2 separate regions of the Sus scrofa genome follow, and region 1 is linked to region 2. Evidence: chromatin contacts called from public HiChIP or PLAC-seq data. All regions are on one chromosome and are shown on one strand. Each heading gives the region's core, a stretch centred on a gene start, on an enhancer-like site or on the middle of the called end of the contact. The rest is flanking DNA. Distances are from core to core; before and after follow the strand shown. Region 1 holds the start of SHOC2 (leucine-rich repeat protein SHOC-2). Region 2 overlaps RBM20 (RNA-binding protein 20).

What was found. HiChIP or PLAC-seq counts read pairs in DNA pulled down with a chosen protein or histone mark.
Region 1: a contact with region 2 is called in an H3K27ac HiChIP or PLAC-seq map of skeletal muscle. The contact joins the promoter of SHOC2 here to the enhancer-like site in region 2. A contact is called at or near these places in 2 of 5 promoter capture datasets (fetal liver and liver), 9 of 47 Hi-C or Micro-C datasets (blood, embryonic fibroblasts, liver and 2 more) and 2 of 2 datasets of contacts at active chromatin or transcription factors (alveolar macrophages and skeletal muscle).

What each region holds. Positions count from the first base shown.
Region 1 is chr14:121,346,046-121,349,370 of Sscrofa11.1, reverse strand. It overlaps SHOC2 (leucine-rich repeat protein SHOC-2), which reads right to left and starts at 1,433. Exons shown (of 9, transcript XM_005671457.3): 1 at 1,015-1,433. It overlaps BBIP1 (BBSome-interacting protein 1), which reads left to right and starts at 1,029. Exons shown (of 4, transcript XM_013983731.2): 1 at 1,029-1,167.
Region 2 is chr14:121,166,745-121,170,161 of Sscrofa11.1, reverse strand. All of the region lies in intron 1 of RBM20 (RNA-binding protein 20), which reads right to left. Among named protein-coding and RNA genes, the nearest start is that of PDCD4, 100 kb to the left of the region's middle. Within about 2 kb of position 1,676, at least 13 of the 83 cell types and tissues checked have an H3K27ac peak or open chromatin away from gene starts, as enhancers often do. A contact at or near this core is called in embryonic fibroblasts and skeletal muscle, where this site is marked.

The DNA.
Region 1 (3,325 bases), core at 184-2,683, 180 kb before region 2:
GCTGGCCGGCTCGCTCTCGGCGAGAGGCTACGGGCCCGTACGAGAGACGGCTCCGTGGGCCCGGCCCTCCCGGCGACAGCACCCAGGAAAGCGGCGGCGGCGGCGGCGCCTCCCAGGGCCCCGGCCCCTCGGGCCTCGCCCCGGCCCCGCCAGCTAGCGCCTGTCAGGACGCGCGGGGCTTCCCCCTACCGACAGCCCGCCCGACCGGCAGGAAGGAAGGCAGGAAGAACCGGCCAACAAGCACCCTCCCGCCTCAGCGGCCCCTGGTTACCGTCAGGAGCCCCGACTCCGCCATCCTCCTAGCTCGCCCTTCCTCCTCCTCCTTGGAAGCGACGCTGCCCAACCGCCGCCCCCCGCCCGCCCCTCCCCCACTCGCCCCGCCCCGCCCCGCCCGCCCCTCCACACACACTCGTTGCTACCGCCCCGCCCCACCCCTCCGGCGCAGGCCGGTCAATCGCTGGGGAAGAAAAACAGGCGGGGCCAGGGCAACAGAAGCTGCCCAATCAGAGTGAGGTACTGTCGCCAGCGACGCTACCCAATCAGAGTGAGGCATTAGCTCCAGCTTCTCTTTCTCTCTCCCTCTCTCTCTCTCTCTCTTACTCTCCCCGCCCTTTTCCTTTCCTCAGCTCTTCTATGCCCTTTCTCCCGCCCACTGGGCGCCGCTGGCTAGCTGGGTCACCGAGAGACCCTCCAGCAGGGTAGAGAGACAACTCTCAACGGAAGTTACTGTTGACGCTAAGGCAGCCATATCTGATAATGGCAACGGAAGTTTCCTCGCCTCCGGTCTCCTGTGTGACGTAATTTTCCCTTCGCCCAATCTTATAGTTGCCCTGGGCAACAGTTGAGCCGTCAGGGAAGACACGCATCTGTAAGTAGGCCCCAAAAAGTACCGAAGGTAACCAGACATCCCATATTAAACAAGTTAATTCATACTCCAGACTACTTTCCAAGATTGGGGGGATAGAGGAAGCGGCTTTTCTGGCCCTTATTTTGCTGGGACATCTGGTCACTTACCTAGGTGGACAAGAGTTTACGGCGCCGAAAATCCCTGTCCTGCCCGGAAGTTGCGTTTGACACTTCTGAAAGGGGTCATGGCGGAAGCATGGGAATAGCTTGCGCCCCCCTTTCCCCAGGGAGTACCCATTCCGACAGGAGTCGCAAAGTGAGGTGAGTGTCCCTTGGTCTCCAACCGTGGGTCAGGCCCGTGCGGGCCCGACGGCCCCTGGGAAACGGAGCGCTGAGGAGGCGAGCCGGGCTCAAAGCCTCTTCCGCTGGAAATAGGTTTTCTTTCCGGGCTGGTCCGATGGCGGCCCGCCCTCCCTCCGCCCCTCTGAGGCTCCCTGTGGGGTGAGGCCGCTCTACCGGCTTCCCTCGCCCCGCTGCAGCCAGCTGGGACGGGAGGGGCCCCTAACTCCAGCAAAGTGGATCTCCTGACCACGCCCCAGCAAGTTCTGTTAAGCACTTTCACCCTCTGACCTTTAAGGTCGGAGAATTCTGGAGCTTGAGGAAATCATTTTCCATCCCCAGCTATAAAGGAAAAAGATGGTCACCCTACCACTGTGACAACATCTCGAAGCCTTATTTCCCCACTTCCTGTCTGCATATTCTGAAATTTTCAACCTTTTCTTCGTTTCTCCTCTTCTCGGGGTTTGTAAGCATTGACTGCAGTTCTGGATGAAAGTATACTGTCCACATTGTGCATGTCTATGGTTTATTAAACAACTTAATGTTTGTGAATATTCATGAAATGTATTATTTTATATGGTTTTTTTACAAGAGTTATCACACATTATCGTAGTTCCTTCTGTAGATTTGAGTCGACAATTGTCAGTCATCTTGGTAATATCAAGTTGGCTCAGATCCAATTTTGCTGTGGCTCTGGTGTAGGCTGGCGGCTACAGTTCTGTTTGGACCCCTAGCCTGGGAACTTCCATATGCCTCCGCTGTGGCCCAAAAAGACAAAAAAAAAAAAAATTTTTTTTAAAGAATACGATAAACATTCATATACCTTTCGCCTAGATCCAACAGTTGTTAACATTGTGCCATATTTACTTTATCCCTTTTCACACACTTTGTTATTGAGCCATTGGGAAATAGGTTGCAGACACCTGTTGTTAAGCAGGCATCCCTAAACATGTATTTATTTTCTAAGAATTATAAAGTTTTCTTGCAAAAACAAAATATCATTATGATTAATAAGTCTTCAGTCTTTAAAATCCAGTGTGTATATATCTGTATTTTCCCATTGACCAAAGAATGTCTTTTATACCTCCTCCTTGCAAAAAATATCAGGGTCCAGTCATGGTTTATATATTGTATTTGGGTATTATAACTTTTTTTTTTTTTTTTTGTCTTCTTGCCATTTCTTGGGCCGCTCCGGTGGCATATGGGGGTTCCCAGGCTAGGGGTCTAATTGGAGCTGCAGCCGCCGGCCTACGCCAGAGCCACAGCAACGCAGGATCTGAGCCACATCTGCAACCTACACCACAGCTCACGGCAACACCCGATCCTTAACCCACTGAGCAAGGCCAAGGACCGAACCCACAACCTCATGGTTCCTAGTCGGATTCGTTAACCACTGAGCCACGACGGGAACTCCAGGGTATTATAACTCTTTAGCCTTAATCTAGAACCATTCCGCCATCTCTTTTTACCTTGTAAAATTGTCATTTTGAAAAGTTCAGGCCAGGGGTCTTTTTGAATGTCTCCTCTTATTTTTCACAAATCAGAAGTAGGTCTGGAAGCATGATTAGATTCAGTTTAACACTTTTTGCAAGACTACTTAAAAGTATTTATACTTTACCAATCATGACTAACTGCAGCTACATTTACCATGCCATGAGTTGCTCATTAAATCCATCCCACTTCTCAGCACACCACCCTTCTATGATGTCCTACAGAGAAGAGTTTAATCTTCCTGTCTTTGTAGAGTACGTTAGTGTCCTGCACTGACAACATAGACTGGCTACCTTTAATAAAGTTTTGCTGCTACTTTGCCTACACTTGACGCTGATGCAATGTAATCTACAGCAAAGTGTACTGATGTCAGCAGTTTCATGAGTTTCAACTTCTGGCATCCCAAGGATGGTTGATGAAAGATGTGTGGGCCCTGCAATTCAAATACAGATGAATCTTGATGTTATCAAAGCAGATACTAAGGGAACTGCTGGCCATCTGGCCACATTCCAATTTAGGCAATGTTATTTTTCTCCCTGAAATTCTCTTGCAAGTCCTAATTGGTCCTGGTGTTTTTGTGATAGCTTTTCAGTAGTATTCATCACAGCCTATTAAAAATTGCAAAACCAAGATTATACTTAACATTTAA
Region 2 (3,417 bases), core at 427-2,926:
GCCTAGCACAAAAGCATCACTGCTCCATGTAACTCTTTGGCAGTTTCACACACGCTGGTGTGGGGGCTCCACAACTAGACACCGTGAGCTCTCTGAGGTCAGGACCCGCCACACAGCCTTCCCACGGGGCTTACTGGCTCCACTGGTGTGGCAGACACTGACAAGCAACTGGATACTATTCATATTTTTCAAAGTTTTGAATTGCATTTTAATAGAAAAGTTCCCACGATCTTTGGTCAGCAAAATATCACAGTCTCCTTTTGCCAATGGTTCAATTTCAGGAAGTGTCTTTTTGCCACAGACCAACTAAGCCCATGGCTACCTATTGTTTTCTTATTGGTGGTGGGGGGGTTAACACCACTTTCTCCAGTTATTCATAAGAGAAAGTTTCATTTCTCTACTTCAAACACTGTGTGAACATCAGAGGTTGCATTTTTATAGAGCAAGCCAATAAATAAAAACATATGAAATAATGGCTTAGTGTTTAAACACAGAAACTTCAAAATGAGTTTTATTACTTCACTTGAAAAGGTTTTGTTTTGTTTTGTTTTTTCTCTTTTTACTCTATTTAGGAATTGGCAAGGAAAACCTAGGTAAAAGGTCAAGGCCCACATGTTAACCTTGGGTGTATCTCTTACTTAGGATCTCAGGCTTGCCCTTCACCCGTTGGAGTTAGTTTTATCCACAAAATGGGACTAAAAGTGCCTTCCTGGAAGCCTTGGAGGAGTATTTTAAGATACTATTATTACTCTAAACCAGAAAGTGCTTAGGAAAAGGCAGAGTCCTGAATGGAGGAGGCATCTAGACCACGACCTGAGTCCAGAAGGGAAGAAGGGAGGTGACGGCACCTCCATGTCCCTGGCTCCAGCTCCTCTGCACAGCTGGTCAGCTGGTCTAGCAGGTGCTCTGAATTGGCCTGGGGCACTGCAGAAGTGGCTGGTGGATCTGAGGGGGGAGGAAAAGATGCTACTCTGGCAGAACAACAACAAAAATTATTTTTAAATTAAGGCTCAACTCTCTTTTCTCAAACAATAATGCAAATACCAGTAATACACAAGCAGGTGGAGGTTATTTATAGAGAGGATTCTTTTTTCACTTTCTATTCTGAAATAATTATAGACTCACAAGAAGTTGCAAAAATAGCACAGAGAGGTCTATGTCCCTATTACTCAGCTTCCCCCAATGGCAACATCTTATGTAACTATCTTACATTCTCAAAACCAGGACCTGACATTGGCACAGAACTCTGAGCTAGGCTACCGATCTCAATCAGATGTCATCAGTTTGTGCATACACTGTTGCTTTTAAGTTTACAAACTAAAATGGTGGAGGAGAGAGAAAGCACTGGTACAGAACAGTTTGCCAAACTGTAATGAAATCAACACAATGCAATTTTGATAGGGAGCACATGAGTATGCAAACATTACTTTATTACAATATTTCTTCCTGTTGGGTCCATTGTAATCAAATGATATTTGCAGTAATTCATGTGTTTACATTTGTAGAATCTCCCATCCAGGGGGTGAAAGGCTTCATGGACCTTTGTTCCCATAGCAGTTCTATAAGAATAACAAAGAGCTGGTGGTGTTTTCTTTTCCAGAGGGGGAAGCCATCGCCCATGAGGGTCCTCAAACCAGGCCTCCTCTGTGATCAGCCGCCCAGCCCTGATCCACCCATGCAATATCACAGGAGTCCCTCAGCTTTAAGGGCATGTCCAGGTGGAATTTGGTGCTGACCTTGAACTACTCCAGGTTGACTTAGCAATGCTGCCATCTGGTGGTCAAAGAACTAAGAAAATCAGTGATAATTAGTTCTTTGTGGACCATCAGTTAGTTACATACTCAATTTTTACAAGGGAAGCTCTCCTTAAGGCACTGAATATTCTAATAAGGAATGTTTTGTAATGAAAATTATGACTCTGCTGTAGATTAACTATGACCACAAATTTCTTTGAAGCCTTTCCATGAAGAGGTGGAGTCTATCTCTTGAATCTGGGCTGGGCTGGTGATTTGCTTTGGAACATGATGCACAGGAAGTGATGCTGTTTAACTTTCAAGCCTCTGCTTCAAGAGGCCTCAGAGCTTCCCACTTTCCCCTGCTGGAACACTGCCACTTTTTAAACAAGCCCGGACTAGCCTTTAGAACAAGCCAAGGCTAGCCTCCTTGAGGATGGGACTCCACACAAAGAGACAGAGGATCAGCTGTCTAAGCCATTTCTTCTAAGGCCCTAGGTGCATCAGTGAGGCCATCCAAGACCAGGCAGTCCCAGCTGAACCACTACCTGGTGTGGTGATGAATGTGCCCAGGCAAGACTGGCTGAAGCCAACTCAATCATAAGAAACACTAAATTGTTGTTTTAAGCCACCAAATTCAGAGATGCCTGTAAAACAGTAGTAGATAACTAACACACACCCTCAAATTTATGTGGTATTTTTTGGCTACACCCGAGGCATGTGGAAGTTCTTAGGCCAGGGATCAAACCCACGCCACAGCAGTGACCTGAGCCGCTGCTGTTGACAATGCTGGATCCTTAACCCACTGAGCCACAAGGGAATACCTCAAATTCCTGTTTTAAAAATATGTATTCTGAACCATAACTTTAAGATTTAATACTACTATTTTAAATTGAGAAAGGCATCATACATCAATATTTCCATGTGATAAGTCCTAACCATGATACAAATTTTGAATGTTGCATACTTTGCTTTTCTTATGCATTTTCAGACCCTGCCATGTGTTATCATTCATTCATTCATTCATTCATCATACATTAACTGAACGTGTCACCAGTAATAGCTACTAGGGAGGCACTAAATACTTGGCAGTGAATTAGACATGATGCCTACCCTTAAGAAGGTCACGGCTACTGGAGAAGACTCATGGGCAAATGCATCATAACAACACTGTGGAATTATGTTAGGTTAGAACAGAGGAGTAACTCCCTTGGTGTTAGCAGTAGGGGTGGTAGGATGGATATATTAGTCAGGACCCAATTAGGAAAAGAGAAACCACTCCAAGTATTTAGAACTACGAGAAAGTAATCCAGGACATTTTTTATGATTTTTATTTTTTCCTTTATAGTTGATTTATAGTGTCAGAGAATTTGCTATACAGGTGAGAAGGCAGACAAAAGTCCATGAGACGGGAGCGGGTAGGTAGAGGCCTGGAAGATAGTCAGTCACTGCCAAAGATGTCACCAGCCACAGAGAAGGAGGGGCAGAAATTCCCTGGTATCTCCCTTCCTCCACCCTCCAATCTCCTACCAGTGCCGGGCACTGGTCAAAGCCAGCAGCAGAAGCCAAGAAAATGCTGCCTGCAGGGATCACAGCCTGTGATATGGAGCACAGCACCGGAAAAACAAGGAAAGAATAACAGCAAACAGCCTCAAGATTTGCCACGTGGGGTGCTGTGGGCTAG